2 separate regions of the Mus musculus genome follow, and region 1 is linked to region 2. A link is a contact called in public Hi-C data. All regions are on one chromosome and are shown on one strand. Each heading gives the region's core, a stretch centred on a gene start, on an enhancer-like site or on the middle of the called end of the contact. The rest is flanking DNA. Distances are from core to core; before and after follow the strand shown. Region 1 has its middle 8.6 kb from the start of Smap2. Region 2 has its middle 27 kb from the start of Gm8439.

The links. A called contact is a pair of places that touch in the nucleus more often than the background predicts.
Region 1: a contact with region 2 is called in a Hi-C map of the MNK3 cell line, with 3 times the contacts expected there. The contact joins two enhancer-like sites. A contact is called at or near these places in 1 of 39 promoter capture datasets (second pharyngeal arch cranial neural crest) and 1 of 484 Hi-C or Micro-C datasets (the MNK3 cell line).

Annotation. Positions count from the first base shown.
Region 1 is chr4:121,022,347-121,029,373 of GRCm38.p6, forward strand. No RefSeq gene overlaps it. Among named protein-coding and RNA genes, the nearest start is that of Smap2, 8.6 kb to the left of the region's middle. Within about 2 kb of position 1,730, at least 79 of the 459 cell types and tissues checked have an H3K27ac peak or open chromatin away from gene starts, as enhancers often do. A contact at or near this core is called in the MNK3 cell line, where this site is marked.
Region 2 is chr4:120,612,326-120,619,345 of GRCm38.p6, forward strand. No RefSeq gene overlaps it. Among named protein-coding and RNA genes, the nearest start is that of Gm8439, 27 kb to the left of the region's middle. Within about 2 kb of position 1,571, at least 105 of the 459 cell types and tissues checked have an H3K27ac peak or open chromatin away from gene starts, as enhancers often do. A contact at or near this core is called in the MNK3 cell line, where this site is marked.

The sequences.
Region 1 (7,027 bases), core at 480-2,979, 410 kb after region 2:
AAAAACAGTCAATGCAGAGAGATACACCAACTATGGAAAACGGAGATAACGTCTCTTCCCAGTTACATAATGGTCGAGCCCAAGGTGAAGGTCATGAAGAATGGACCAGAGATAAACAAAGATGGGGGGCAAATCAGGGTAATTTAACATGCTGTTCAGTCAAACCCCTCAATTACAAAAGCAAGCTCCTTAAGAGTTGAAAATAGTTACTTCAAAGGAGGGGGGTGGAGTGGAGGGGGTCAAGTACATAGAGGTGGGGGTGGGTGGACAGTGCTGGCTGGCTGACGTTATAAACCCTGTACATTGAGTCTTGAGGTTTAAGGTTTTTTCTTTAAAAAATTTATGTGTGGGAGTGCTTTGCCTGCCTGTATGTGTGTGTGTCATTTGTATACCTGATGCCCTTAGAAGCCAGAAAAGAACATTGGGTCCCTTGGAACTGGAGTTATAGGTGGTTGTGAGCCACCATGTGTGTGCTGGGAATTGTAGCACAGTCCTCGCCAGTGCTCTTAAGTGCTCAGGCATCTCTCCAGTCCCCTTGAATTGTTTTTAAAATGATTTTTAAATGAGGTCAAAGGACAATTTGAGAGTCAGCTCTTTCCTTCCCCCATTAGGTTGGGTCCCAGGGATTGAACTCAAGTGGCCAGGCTTAGAAGGCAGGCGCTTCTACTCACTGAGGCTTCTCACCGGTCCTCTTGAGTGATTTATTTCATTTTGGGCTTGGGTTTTATTTGTTGTTTGCTTTGAAACACAGGGTCGCAAGTAGCCCAGGCTGGCCTTGAATTTACTAGCTTCCCAAGTATGACCTCCAACTCCTGCTCCTTGTCTCCCGAATACTAGGACTACAAATGTGAGCCACCAAAGCTGGCTTATTACGCAGTGCTGGACACCAAACCCAGTGCGTTGTCCATACCAGGAAAAACTATACCAGTTGAGCTACATTCCCAGCTCCAAGTTCAGAAACCTGTTAAATGGAAGTGATAATCAATCCAACTGGGCTTAAACAAATAATAGTTTATTCTCACTGAACAGGAAATTCAGAAGCAGGGCAGTGGTTCACACTGACACAGCTCCCTGACAAGGCCATCAGCATCAGGGTGGTGTCATCCTACTCTGCCTTGCTCAAGTTCAGAGATCCTTAGCCACCAGATGAGCAGCATCAGCATCACCTGGGAACGTGTCAGCAGTGGGAGTTCTCTCTCCAGATCCAGAGAGAGACAGAGACAGAGACCATAAACAAACGAAAGCTCAACTGGGCCAGCCCCATGGCTCAACAGGTAGGGCACTTGCTGCCAAATGTGATGAGCCAAGTTTGATCCTCAGGAACCACGTGGTGGAAGGGGAGGATTGACTCCTGAAAGTTGTCGTCTGACCTCCACGTGCACATTGTGGCACCCATGTGTCCCCTACGCACACTGCAAACATACACACAGATAGATAGATAGATAGATAGATAGATAGATAGATAGATAGATAGAGAGATAGAGAGATAGAGAGATAGAGAGATCGATAGATGGGTAATGTTTAAGAAAAGGGAAGTTTCTTCACCTGACTCTGTTCACCAGTGACGATGATTGGCTGTTACACACCCAACCTCGAGCCCTTTCTTTAGCTGCCATATTCCTGAAATACTCAGCTGAGTGGGGCCCAATAGACCTGCAAAGAATGTCTTTAGGCCAGAAGTCAAGTTGGCAACTTCCCTTGACTCCCTGGTTGGGCAACTTGCCCAAACAAATTTCACAACTGGTTTCAGAACAGGAAGTGGCCCAGATTTGCAAATCACCATGCACACCTACTGCACAGTCCTGTTGTGGCTTTGTTTCTTCCTAGGAAACAGATGTGTCATCCATTGGCAGCAGCACTGTTCTTTGGTTCTTGAAGTTTGAGAGAATGCAGCTTCCCAGGCCTCTTCTGACCTGGCTGTAGGCTCACGCTGTTCTGGAGTAGGGCCCGCAGGTTAACACACTGACCTCTGTTAAAGGAGGTTAGCCTTATTCATCTCCAAAAAGCTACGGTGTGTCCAATTGATTTCTGTGATTCAAGTGTTGACTCATAGGCTGGCGATCCTGGTAACCCCTCCTGAAGGCCTTCACTAGAAAACATGTGGCTTCCTGTTTGTTTGTTTGTTTTTGACAAAGTGTCTAACCCAGGACGGTCTCAAATACTCATATAGCAGGGGGTGACCTTGAACTTCAGATCCTCCAGTCTCTACCATCTCCTGAGTGCTGAGATTACAGGTGTGTAGCACCAACCACATCTTGGTCAAGTAATGTACTTGAAAGTTCACATTCGGAGCAGTGATAGCTCAGCAGGTAAAGGTGCTGGACACCAGGCCTGACAAACTAAATTCAGTCCCTTAGAACTCACATGATGGAGTTCCTATGACCTTCACACACACACACACACACACACACACACACACACACACACTATATTAAGGATGTAAAATATCTTGCATCTGCTTTATGATACACAGTAGTAATTCTGCTTTACCAAAGCTGAGCATGGTAGTGCAAGCTTGTAGTCCCAGGTATGTTGGAGGCTGAGGCAGGAAGATTGCCTGAGCCCAGGAGCTGGAGACCAGCCTGGGCAACATAGCAAGACCACAGCTCAAAAAGCAAACCAACAAGCCTAGGAGCTGATGGCTGGGACTGAATTTAAATGAAGGCCTGGCCATCAGGAGAATGCCTTAGAGAGAAAGCTGAGGCGACAGGCCAGGGATCTGTTGTTAGTACGATCAAAAGGTCAGAACATTCTCTGAGAGAAAACGCTTTTGAAATTGATCATGTGGCACACCTATCCCTTCAATTCCCTCAATGGAAGCCAAAAATAAAAATGGGTTGTCCACTCTTGAGCCCTGTGTTGGCTTGAGCCTATTTTCAGTCTGTAACAGGTACCCAAATGTTTTTACTCTCACAATTATTTAATTGTATTTTACATGCATTGGTGTGAGAGTGTCAGATCCCCTGAAACTGGAGTTATGGATGTGAGCTGACATGTGGGTGCCGGGCATTGAACCCAGACCCAGTGCTCTTAACCATTGAACCATTTCTCCAGCCCTAAAAACAAAATTTTAAAAGATCTTCCTGTAGAAGAGTGTCAGAGAGATGTAAGGTGAAGAAGGGCACCTTGAATGAAGGAATGTAGGAATCTTCTAGAAACTTAGAAAGGGTGAGAAATGGATTTATCCCTAACATCTTGAGAAAGAATCATAAGCTGCAGACAGATAAAATGGACACCGAGAGTCTAAGGAGCAGGTTGCACTGCTGTGGCTCGGTTAATACACTGCTATCCTAGCATGCACGAAGCCCTGGGTTTGTGTGGTGATTCCATAGGAACAGGAGGAAGCAGGAGGACCAGCTGACCAAACGTCCCACAGAGTGACCAACCTGAGATTCTATTCCAGGGGGAGGGGAAACATGCAATAATATAAGCTAAAGAGGATGATATAGTAGGGATGGAGAGGAGAGGGTGGCTCAGAAGATATGTGTATGTATTTGCCTGAACCAATAGGGCAAAGGGTGGAGCCACCAGCTGTGTAGGTCACACAGGAGGAAGAGTGGGTTTGTGGGCAAGAAGATAATTTCATTCTGCACATGGGGAGTTGGTGATGTGTGTGGAACATTCCAAAGACAGTTGCATAAGTAGGTCTGGGGCTCTGCGGAAAACAACCAGTAATTAAAGTCAATGGGGTGGATAAGATGGCCCAGGGAGAGGGGCTGAGGGTATAGCTCAGTGGGTAGGGTACTTATCTAGCATGCTCAGAGCCCTGGGTAATCCCTGGGTTCTGTAGCCAGCACTTTATAAAACAGGCTTGTGGTGCATGTCTGTAATCCCAAAACCCAGGAGGCAAAAGCAGGAGGATCAGAAGTTCAAGGTCACCCTCAACTACATAGTCAGTTTGAGACCAGCCTAGGATACATGAGACCTGTCACAAACAAAACAAACAAGCAAACAGCCAATATATAAGGCCACTGGGGTAAAAGTACCTGCTATGCAAGTCTGGTGACCTGAGTTTCTACATAAAAGTGGAAGGAAAGAACTGACTCTATATTCTCTCTCTCTCTCTCTCTCTCTCTCTCTCTCTCTCTCTCTCTCTCTCTCATACACACACACACACACACACACACACACACACACACACACACACACACACACACAAAATGATTTAAAAAAAATGACCAAAACAAAACAACCAATACATACATGGTTCTGGAAGAACATGGCAAGTGAGAAGAGGAAGGCAGGGCAGGCCTTTGAGCAAGAGCCAAGCCAGCGTGCGCAAAGGAGAAACTCCAAGGAGAAACAACTAGAGAGACAGGAAACCAGAGAACAGAGGGAGGACAACCGCCCTGCAGGTGGTCGGCACTGGCTCAGGACCAGGGAAGAATTCCGTGGAGCCTGTAGTCGGACAGACAGGACCAGAGCCAGGTGTGACTGTTCAGAGAAGTCTGGAGAAACCGGATGAAGTGGTGCATACCTTTAATCTCCGCACTAGGAAGGCAGAGGCAGATGGAGGCTAGCCTGGTCTACAGAGTGACGTCCAAGACAGTCTGAGCTACATAGTGAGACCTTGAAAAAGGAGAGGTGGGAGCTGGTAGTTGGTGTTTGGGGTGTTCCCTGAGCACAAGAGCATAGCCACACTCTGGGGGAGCAAACCACACTCTTGGGGGGCAGATCTGCTGAGGACTAGGCCTAGCTGAGCACGGAGCTGCTCCCAGGGCGGTTCCGGCTCCTTTGTTTGTTTGTTTGTTTGTTTTGTTTTTAAAGGTTTGCTTTATGTATATGAGTAGACTGTAGCTGTCTTCAGACACACCAGAAGAGGGCATCAGATCCTATTACAGATGGTTATGAGCCACCATGTGGTTGCTGGGAATTGAACTCAGGACCTCTGGAAGAGCAATCAGTGCTCTTAACCACTGGGCTATCTCTCCAGCCCTCGGGATCCTTTTATGAGCTATTTTTTTCTTTCTTAGAGTTTGGTGTGGCTTTCATGCCTGTAATCTCAGCACTCAGGAGGCTGAAGTAGGAGGACTGTTAATTCTAGGCCAGCCTAGGCAACAAAGTAAGCCCCTATTTCAAAAAAAATAAATAAAAGCAAATGGCTGGAGAGATGGCTCAGTAGTTAAGAGCACTTGCTGGTTTTGCAAAGGACCAGAATTTGAGACCCAGCGTGTGCGTAGGTGGGCACCTTACAACCTCCTATAACTACAGGCTGCTGCCCTTTTCTAGCCTCTGAGGGCACCTGCACTTATATATACATCACACACACACACACACACACACACACACACACACACACACACACACACACGTTTTATGCCTTTAAGATAAACAAACACTCCCAAAGAGACTCACCCCCTGTTCCACTGCATCCCCTGCCTTTGCATGGGACTAACCAGCTGAGACTCCTCTCCATCAGGGAAGCAGGATTGGCTGTCACTTACTGTCGTCTGAATAGTCTGAATACATGTTTTTCTTCCTACCTTTGCTTACAAAGTGCCTTCTGCCTAAAGTAAACACCTAAAGCTTTCTGGGCACCATGTTAAACATGCCTTGGCTGTAAAGAGGGCCTGGCATACGCATGCTCTCCACGTTACAAATGAGGACAATGAAGATCAAAGAGATGAAGTGACTTACTCGCCCTGGTCACTCAGCCAATACATAGGCAAATGAAACTCTAAGTGTATTTGAATCCAAATTCTAAATGTTTTAAATTATCTTTAATCTTGTGTATATAAAATTTTATGCATTTATGAGGAAGGGGTGTGTTGTGCAGATGTGTGACTGTGGAGGCCAAAAGTGGCTTCAGATCTCCCGGAGCTGCAGTTACAGGAAGTTGTCAGCTGCCCAGTGTGGGTGCTAGAAACCAAACTTGGGTCTTCAGTAAAAGCAGCAAGCTCTTAGCTGGGTAGTAGTGACAATCCCAGCACTTGGGAGGCAGAGGCAGACAGATTTATAAGTTCAAGGCCAGAATGTCTACCAGAGTGAGTTCCAGAACAGTCATTGCTACACAAATCCTGGAGGGCTGCCTAGTTCTGATTCTTGAAAGCCATGATCTGTCCCCCAACTGAGTTATTTTGTTGTTGAGGTTTTTTTTCTTTGTTTGTTTGTTTTGTCTGGTTTTGCTTGTTTCTTTTTTTGTTTGTTTGTTTGTTTGTTTGAGACAGGGTTTCTCTGTGTAGACCAGGTAGGCTGAGAACTCAGAGAGATCTGCTTGCGGCTACCTTCTAAGGGCTGAGATTAGACTAAAGATATCCATCGCTGTCATCACTGCCCAGCCCGAGTTCTTTTTCAAAGACAGGCTATTTGTGTGCCAGTTCACACACTCGTGGGAATTGCTTCTTTCTTTCCACCATGTGGATGGAACACAGGTCCCAGAACATCAGGCACTTTGCGTCTTATCCGCTGAGCCATCTCACTAGCTGTGCCCAAACTGTGTTCTCACGTGTTTGTCTTCTTCCCATAGAGCTCCAGAGAAATGGGCTATTTTATTAGTCACCAGCATGAGGTGCTGTGAATAATGACCACGAGGTGGCGCCACCGCACCAGCCAGCCTGATTTCGGTTTTTGGAGGTGTCCGGGCTGTCTTACCGCCAATTAGAGCTTAGGGAACTGAAACATTCCTAGAGTTTCCCGGGCCTCACATCAAACTTATGATTTCAAGGAGTCTTCTCTGAAAGTTCAGAACCAGCTAAATGAAAACTTGTAACAATCTTCTGCCCTCTGTCATTTCTTTCTGTACATACCCATATCCCCATGCTGTGGTCTCAGTGGAGAAGGGAGCAAGTCTGGTCACTGGGAACCATGTTGAACAGGAAACAATGGTAATCACGCAGATGTGTGGTCTTGGGAAAGTCCCTTCCGCCAAGCCTGTCTTATTTGGCATTAAACAAACAGATGTAAGTCAGGGCTGACATTACTGAGACAATACTCAGTGGTTAGAGCGCTTGCTGCTCTTGCAGGGGACCCTGATTCAGTTTCAAGCAATCACACCATGGCTCACAACCATCCATAACTTCAGTTCCAG
Region 2 (7,020 bases), core at 321-2,820:
TGTAAAATGGGTCCTAACTGTTTTTCATCTCAGGGTTGCTGTTAGGATTAGATAAGGTAACAATAATAGCTCCATCAGGCGTAGTGTTAATTGTCTCACTTCTCGCTGGAGCATTGTGCAGACACAGCAACCCGAGGCCACCTGCCTGCAGGAACAGGGAGGAGCTGAGCCAGTCTCCTGTGGTCAGGCTGACCTCAAGGTCATTGTGTGCCTGAAGGGACTCTTCATTTTTGTTCTGTTTTGTTTTTGTTCAGAGAATACCCCTCACTCTCAGCAGTTTCCTGCCTCCAATCTCACTGCCGGAGGGTGGTGGTGGGGGGTGGGGGGGATGGTATGGGAGAGGAGGCCACAGATGTGTCCCGTCCTGCCCAGATGAGACAGTTTTCTGAGTACCAGGCTAAAACCCAGCTATCCCAGTGAAGCCTGCTCTACCACGGCTGTTTTATACTACAGCACACCAAGTGCTTCTGTCCTCCTCACAGTTACTGTCATGGCCTGGAAGGTCCTAGAAGCTCAAGTGGGTACAGGCGTCTGTGAGCACTTGCCTAGACCAGACCTGTGCATGATACTATTAATATCTCATGAATCCTGAAACACGGCTAGGGTATGATAGTGCACACTTTTAATCCCAGCCCTAGAGAGGCGGTGGATCTCTATGAACTCAAGGTCAGCTTGATCTACATAGTGGATTCTAGGCCAACCACAGTTACATTAGTGAGACCTTGTCTCAAAATAAAAAAGTAAATAAAACATTGCTAGGACACAAACACTGTCACATGACACATACACATCACACACACATAAACAGTCACCTACACACACACCCAAAAGGGTACTACATAACATACACAATACACACATTATATTGATATGTGTACATATCATACATCACATACATATCACATCATATACCCATACTGTATATCACACACATGTCACCAGACATAAACATACTATGTATGGATACATATGACATATCATTCACATATTACATATACACAACATACCACATATCACATATACACAACATACCACATAACACTTCATACACACATACCATCTATATGCCCTATACATAAAGACCATATGTATCCACACACTCATAACTACCATATACACAATATACCATACATATACACTATACACACATACTATACACACACACATTATATATCTACCATATGGTGCACACGCGCATACACACACACACACACACACACACACACACACACACACACACACATTTACAAGAGGAAGCCAGGCCTATGCAAGCAGTCGCTAGGTTGTAGGGAAGTCATTCAACCTCCCATCAGTGGGAAATGCAAGCCCAGAACCTTGCTGTCCTTACCCACAGTTCTTGGGCAGTGGTACCTAGGAGACGGAAAGCTATGCAGGGATGCTCCTTATGTCTTCACCTCTATCTTAGAGTACTCACGAAGAGCCCTGGCCCTGAGTTCATGAGGGCCTTCTGGCCTCTCAGGCCCAAGCCACAAAGGCAGGGCCAGGATCCAAGTGAAAGTTGTTGAGCATTGTTCTCTGGCGGCCCTGAAATAGCCAGGCTTTGCTCGCAGCCCCTGCACTGCGCTGACAAGCAGATCCCAGAATAGCTCTTCCTGCCGCAAGCTGACCTACTTAGCAGGTCTCCTGTCATGTGAGCTCGGCTAGGCAATAGGTTCACTTTGCCTCTCTCTACCTAGAGCAGGCCCATCCCAGCATCCCCCCCCCATGGTTTCTGGTTCTCCTACAGTTCCAGGAATAGATAATAATATACTGTAGGTTCAAAGCATGTACACAAACATCACTGTGCATCCTTGTCAGGGCAGGCCCAAGAGAGGGGACTTATCACTCCATTACACAGTTGATGCCATGATAACACAGAGAGGGCAAGCAATGTGAGCAGAGATGCACAGCAGACCCAGCACTGTACTCTCTCTAAGGGGTTGGGGTTCCTAAGTCCCTCTACCCACCTGCCGCCTGTGATCAAGCAGCCCAACACCTGGTGGCAGAGCTAGTAGAGATCAAGGCCTTGGGTGCCCACTAGCCTGGGAGCTAGGGCTTGCCAGGCGTGGAGAACCATCTGGATGACCTCTAGCACACTGCTTCACCCGTCTTAGACTCACAATGGCATCCTCAGGGTGTCAGCAGAAAGATGAGAGACGGTTTCAGTTTGCTGGATGATAGAGCAGCTGCTGTTGGCTGTTATTGCCGTTGACATACCGAACTAAACCCAAAAGAAAAAGTTTAAAACTGACTGGTGCAAGAGAGCCCAGAGCAAAGGCCTTTGTGACACTTCTCACTCTGAGACGTCATTCCCACCCACGACATTCATCAGGGAAACAGCGGTAGTTACAGTGCACAACTCTGATGAGCACTGGGCCTTGGTTCTTTCTGCTTGATGACTCCTGGCTCTCCTTCTGGAGCCCCGTGGCAGGAACCCATCGTGAAAGGGGAAGGCAGTGTCTACTCTTGCATGGCCTTGTCCCAAGCTGGCTGCCATGGCTGTGCTCTTTTACTCTGGTACGACACAGGCAGGAAGGAACAGAAGGCGAAATGTCTGCTTTGATAATGTGTAAAAGCGGAGTGTCCCATAGAAGAGAAGGTGGAGAAGATTGGGGTCAGGCCGGGGCATCTGAGGACCAGAGTCTCATGCCTAAAGAAGGAGGTGACTCCAGGTCATTAAGATTGGGCGGGCAAGCTGGGGGCATAGCTCATTTGGTAATTACTTTAACACGCATGAAACCCTGGATTTAGTCCCCAGCATTGAATAACCTGGGCATGATGGGGCATACCCCCCTTCTCTCTCTCTCTCTCTCTCTCTGTGTGTGTGTGTGTGTGTGTGTGTGTGTGTGAACAATTAAAGAAAAAAGAGGACATTAATTTTAGAACAAGAGGGAAGGGTTGAAGGGGGGAAATGATATAATTTCTTATTTAAAAAAAATGTTAACAGAGCTAGGCTCCAGGGTCATACAATTTCTACTCCAATTCCATCCCCACGACTCTTTAGACATGAAGTCACTCAGAATACCCATCTGTAAAAGTGGCCATAAGCCAGACCTTATGGAAGGGCACTGAAGATGAATCAGGTTGCCTCTGCCTGGCTCCACAGCTGGTACTAAGCAAGTCGCTGAGAAATCTGAACCTGAACCCTCTAAGTGGCGAAGTCCACCACCAGAGATAGCATCTTAGCGTTTGGAAGGAGGGAGACAAGGTCAGTAAATAAGGAAGGCTGCAGTGTGATCCTGGATAGGCCAGGGAGAGATGGATACCCTTGGAAAGGGCTTCACCGAGCTGGGGGCGGGGGCTGGGGGCGGAGCCTGGAGGTGGCAAGCACACAGAACACTTAGGCTAGGAGGCTCCTGTCACTCAGCAGAGAAGGCAAACTTCATTGTGCCCTTTGTTCCCTGCTTCGGTTCTCAGTTCCTTCTGTCACAGCGCCACCTCACACAGTGTCCCCTCCCTGATCCCTACATATATCATACTACCCACTCCCTGAGCTGAGGGATTTTCCTTACAGCACCCCGCACACTCTGTTATGACGTTCCTTAGTCTGTTGTGGAGTTGCCTGGTTTCCTGAAGCAGATCTAGCCCCTTGAGCAATGATGGTACACAGCGCATGCTTGGTGAGTAGGGGTGAAGCAGGTGGGTGGCTGAACAGTGGAGTGTCAAGGCCAGCGGGAGGAGCATGTGAGAGATGGTTTATGCCCAAATTAGGGAGTGCTGCGAAGGCCTGCTAAGGAGCTTGAGTGCCAGAGAACCAACAGCCAGTGAGGTGGTTCAGAGCATAAAAGGGCTTTCTGGGAAGTTTGATGACCTAAATTTGGTCACCAGAACTGACATGAAGGCAGAAGGAAAGAGCTGACTAAATAAAAAGGTCTCCGACTTCTACGCGCAGGCACACACAGACCCCCTAAAATAAAATTAAAAAAAAAAAATTTAAACTCTGAAAACCCAGGCATGGTGCTTGTGCCCTATAACCCCAGCTTTTCAGAAGGCTGAGGAGGTGGGCATGGCTGGAGCCCAGGCTTTCCAGGCCAGCCTGGGCTACACAGTGAGAGAGCAAGTGGGGGTTGGGAGGTGAGAAAGAGACCAGGTTAGCTTTTAAAGTCTAAGTGGACTTTGTTCTCCTAGACTGCCCTGAATGGAGTTCCAGGCTGGTCACAGGGCTGTGGACAAGGATAAACGGCGTTCAGTACCACATGAGCTTCTGTCCAGATATAACCTGGTGGAGCAGCAGGCTTTCAAGATGGGGGGGGGGGGTAAACACACAGCCTGGGGCTCCACTGTCCAACAGAAGGGTGCCAGGCCTGAACAATGACAGGCGAGAAAAGGACACAAGCCACAGGGAGGGGGGCGGCGGGGGAGGGGAGACATTCTGCCCTTGGCTTCTCTTTTGGATCCCTAGGAAAGGCTCTCCTCTCTCGGCCTGGCTGCCTCTATCCTGAACACCTGTCCTGTGGGCACGGACACTAGAGGAAGAGGTGTGGAGCTCAACAAAGGAGCATTCTCCTAGCCAGGACGGGAATCAATGGAAGCTTGTTTGCCTTGCTTCCTGGGGCGCAGCCAGGCATGCTGGGGTGGGGACCTGGGCAGCAGGTGGGAACACAGAGTCCTGGGCTAGGCGAGCCTTGAAGCATTGTTTTGGCTCCAGGGGAGCTACACCTGTGTCCCTGAGCACCCAAGCAGGTGGCTGCAGGCTGCTTGAGAAAAACCAGCCATGCCGCCATTCTCCCTCTCTGGTTCAGGGCCTTCCTCAGAGCCCTGTGCATGACAGGAGAACATTGTTTCCAAACTTGCCACTAGCAGAGGTATAAAATGCCACATTGTCACTCCAAAATCTTTCTTTGTTTTTGAGAAAGTTTCTTTGTATAGCCTTGGCTGTCCTGGAACTTTGCTCTGTAGATCAGGTTGGCCTTGAACTCAGAGATCCCTCTGCCTCCCAAGTGCTGGGATTAAAGGTGTGTGCTAGCACTGCCAGGCCCAATCTCTGACTTTTAAAAGGCATGTGCTCAGGAGAGAGGGATCAGTGGTTAAGAGCTGGTGAAGCGCCGGGCGGTGGCACACGCCTTTAATCCCAGCACTCTGGAGGCAGAGGCAGGCGAATTTCTGAGTTCGAGGCCAGCCTGGTCTACAAAGTGAGTTCCAGGACAGTCAGGGCTACGCAGAGAAACCCTGTCTTGAAAACAAAAACAACAAAAAAACCCCAAAAAACAAACAAACAAAAAAAGAGCTGGTGAGGCTCTTCCGGAGTACAGGAGCTCAGCTCCCAGCACTCACGCTGACTGATTCACAACTTTCTGTAACCCTAGCTCCATGATATCCAGCATCCTTTTCTGCCCTCTGCAGGCACCTGAGCCTGAGCCTGTGAGTACACACATGCAGGAAAGGGTGGGGTGTGTGTGCGTGTTTAAATAATAAAGAATAATGGGAACCTTCAGAGACTCTGGGACTTGGGAATGAGGATTTGTCTACAGTTGCTTGTGGATGGCCACTGGGCCTACCTTACCATCAAGCATAGCTTTGAAGAAAGAGCCCTGGGTGCAGCAGATGAACACCCAAGCCTGAGTTCCAACCTGAACTGAAGTTCTATTTCCTCATCTGAAACCAGGGGAACTGAACCCTCACTGCAGACAGGAATCTGGTCACAGTGTGTGTGTGTGTGTGTGTGTGTGTGTGTCTGTGTGTGTGTGTGTGTGTGTGTGTCTGTGTATGCACACGTATTCTCGAGTATGAGAATCTGCATGCAGACAGCTTGTTTTCTATACATGCCTGGGATATAAGAAAGATGTTTTCCATCACCTACTGTGCAGAGAGGGTGAGCACCTTGCCCCATGGGCAAGGCTGATGTGTGTCAGGGCAGGACCACATGTATATGGCCACAGGGAGAGGCCAGCAGCTAGGGAAGGGGGTCTTACCTTCATCTCCTTGGCGAGCCACCTATGCCAGCCCAGCTCCTGTTGCTCTCCCTGCTTCCTTGCCCTAACCTGTGCTCAATCTGAGACCTGGAAGGACTGCAGAGACACAGCAAAGCTTACTCTGCCATGAACTTCCTGTGCTGGATGCACGAGGAGCCTGCACACACGGGATCCCAGCAACCACTTTACAGATCAGGAAACCGAGGCTCAAAGACACGGGTGGGCTTGCAGACTCCGTCTAACTAGAATGTGACTGAGCCCCAAGTCCCTCGTGGATCTGAGACTCCGCAGTCAACGAACAGTAGTCCTCTCTCCAACACCCCAGTCTCAGCTGCCGCTAATCCTCTGAGGGCATAGGTCCCACACCTCTAGGGAGAGAGGACGGCTCATCTCTAGGGCAGCTTGTGTTAGCTCTTTTTCTGAACTAGAGCCAAAATTGGCCCCTTGGAAGTAGATGTGGGTGTTTGATGGCCAGTCAGGGGAGTTAGAAGAAAACACTGTAGCCCCAGTTATCAGGTCTACAAAGAGTACAAGGAGGGGCTGAAAAGGTCCTTGCCTGAGCCTCTGCTTGCTGCAGTCATCTTTCTTAGGTGACCTTCTCTCCTGCCTTTCCTGATGGAGTGGTCCAAGGAGCGGCTGGACTGCCTGTGCCGTTGGATCTTACTGTAATCCATACCCACCCTACCCAACAGGCCCTGGTGGGCTGGCAATGCATGCCCAGTCACCCTCCCACGGCAACAATTTCCTATCTACTGTCCAAAATTCTAGGCCTGTGGTTCTCACCCTGTGGGTCACACCCCCTTTGGAATGGTAGGGTCAAACAAATTCTATCACAGAGGTCACGGATCAGGTATCCTGCATACCAGATATTTACATTTTAGTTCATAACAGTAGCAAAATCACAGTTACGAAGTAGCAAGGAAAATAATTTTATGGATGGGACAGCACAGCATGAGGAACCACAGCACTGGGAAGGCTGAGAACCACTGCTCCAGGCTATATGCTTATATATGTATGGCCTCCCTTGCCTCCTGATTCACTGTGAACACAGCAGCTAACAGAGCACTTCCATGGTAGTGCACTGAATGAAGCCTCAGGTCCACACCCA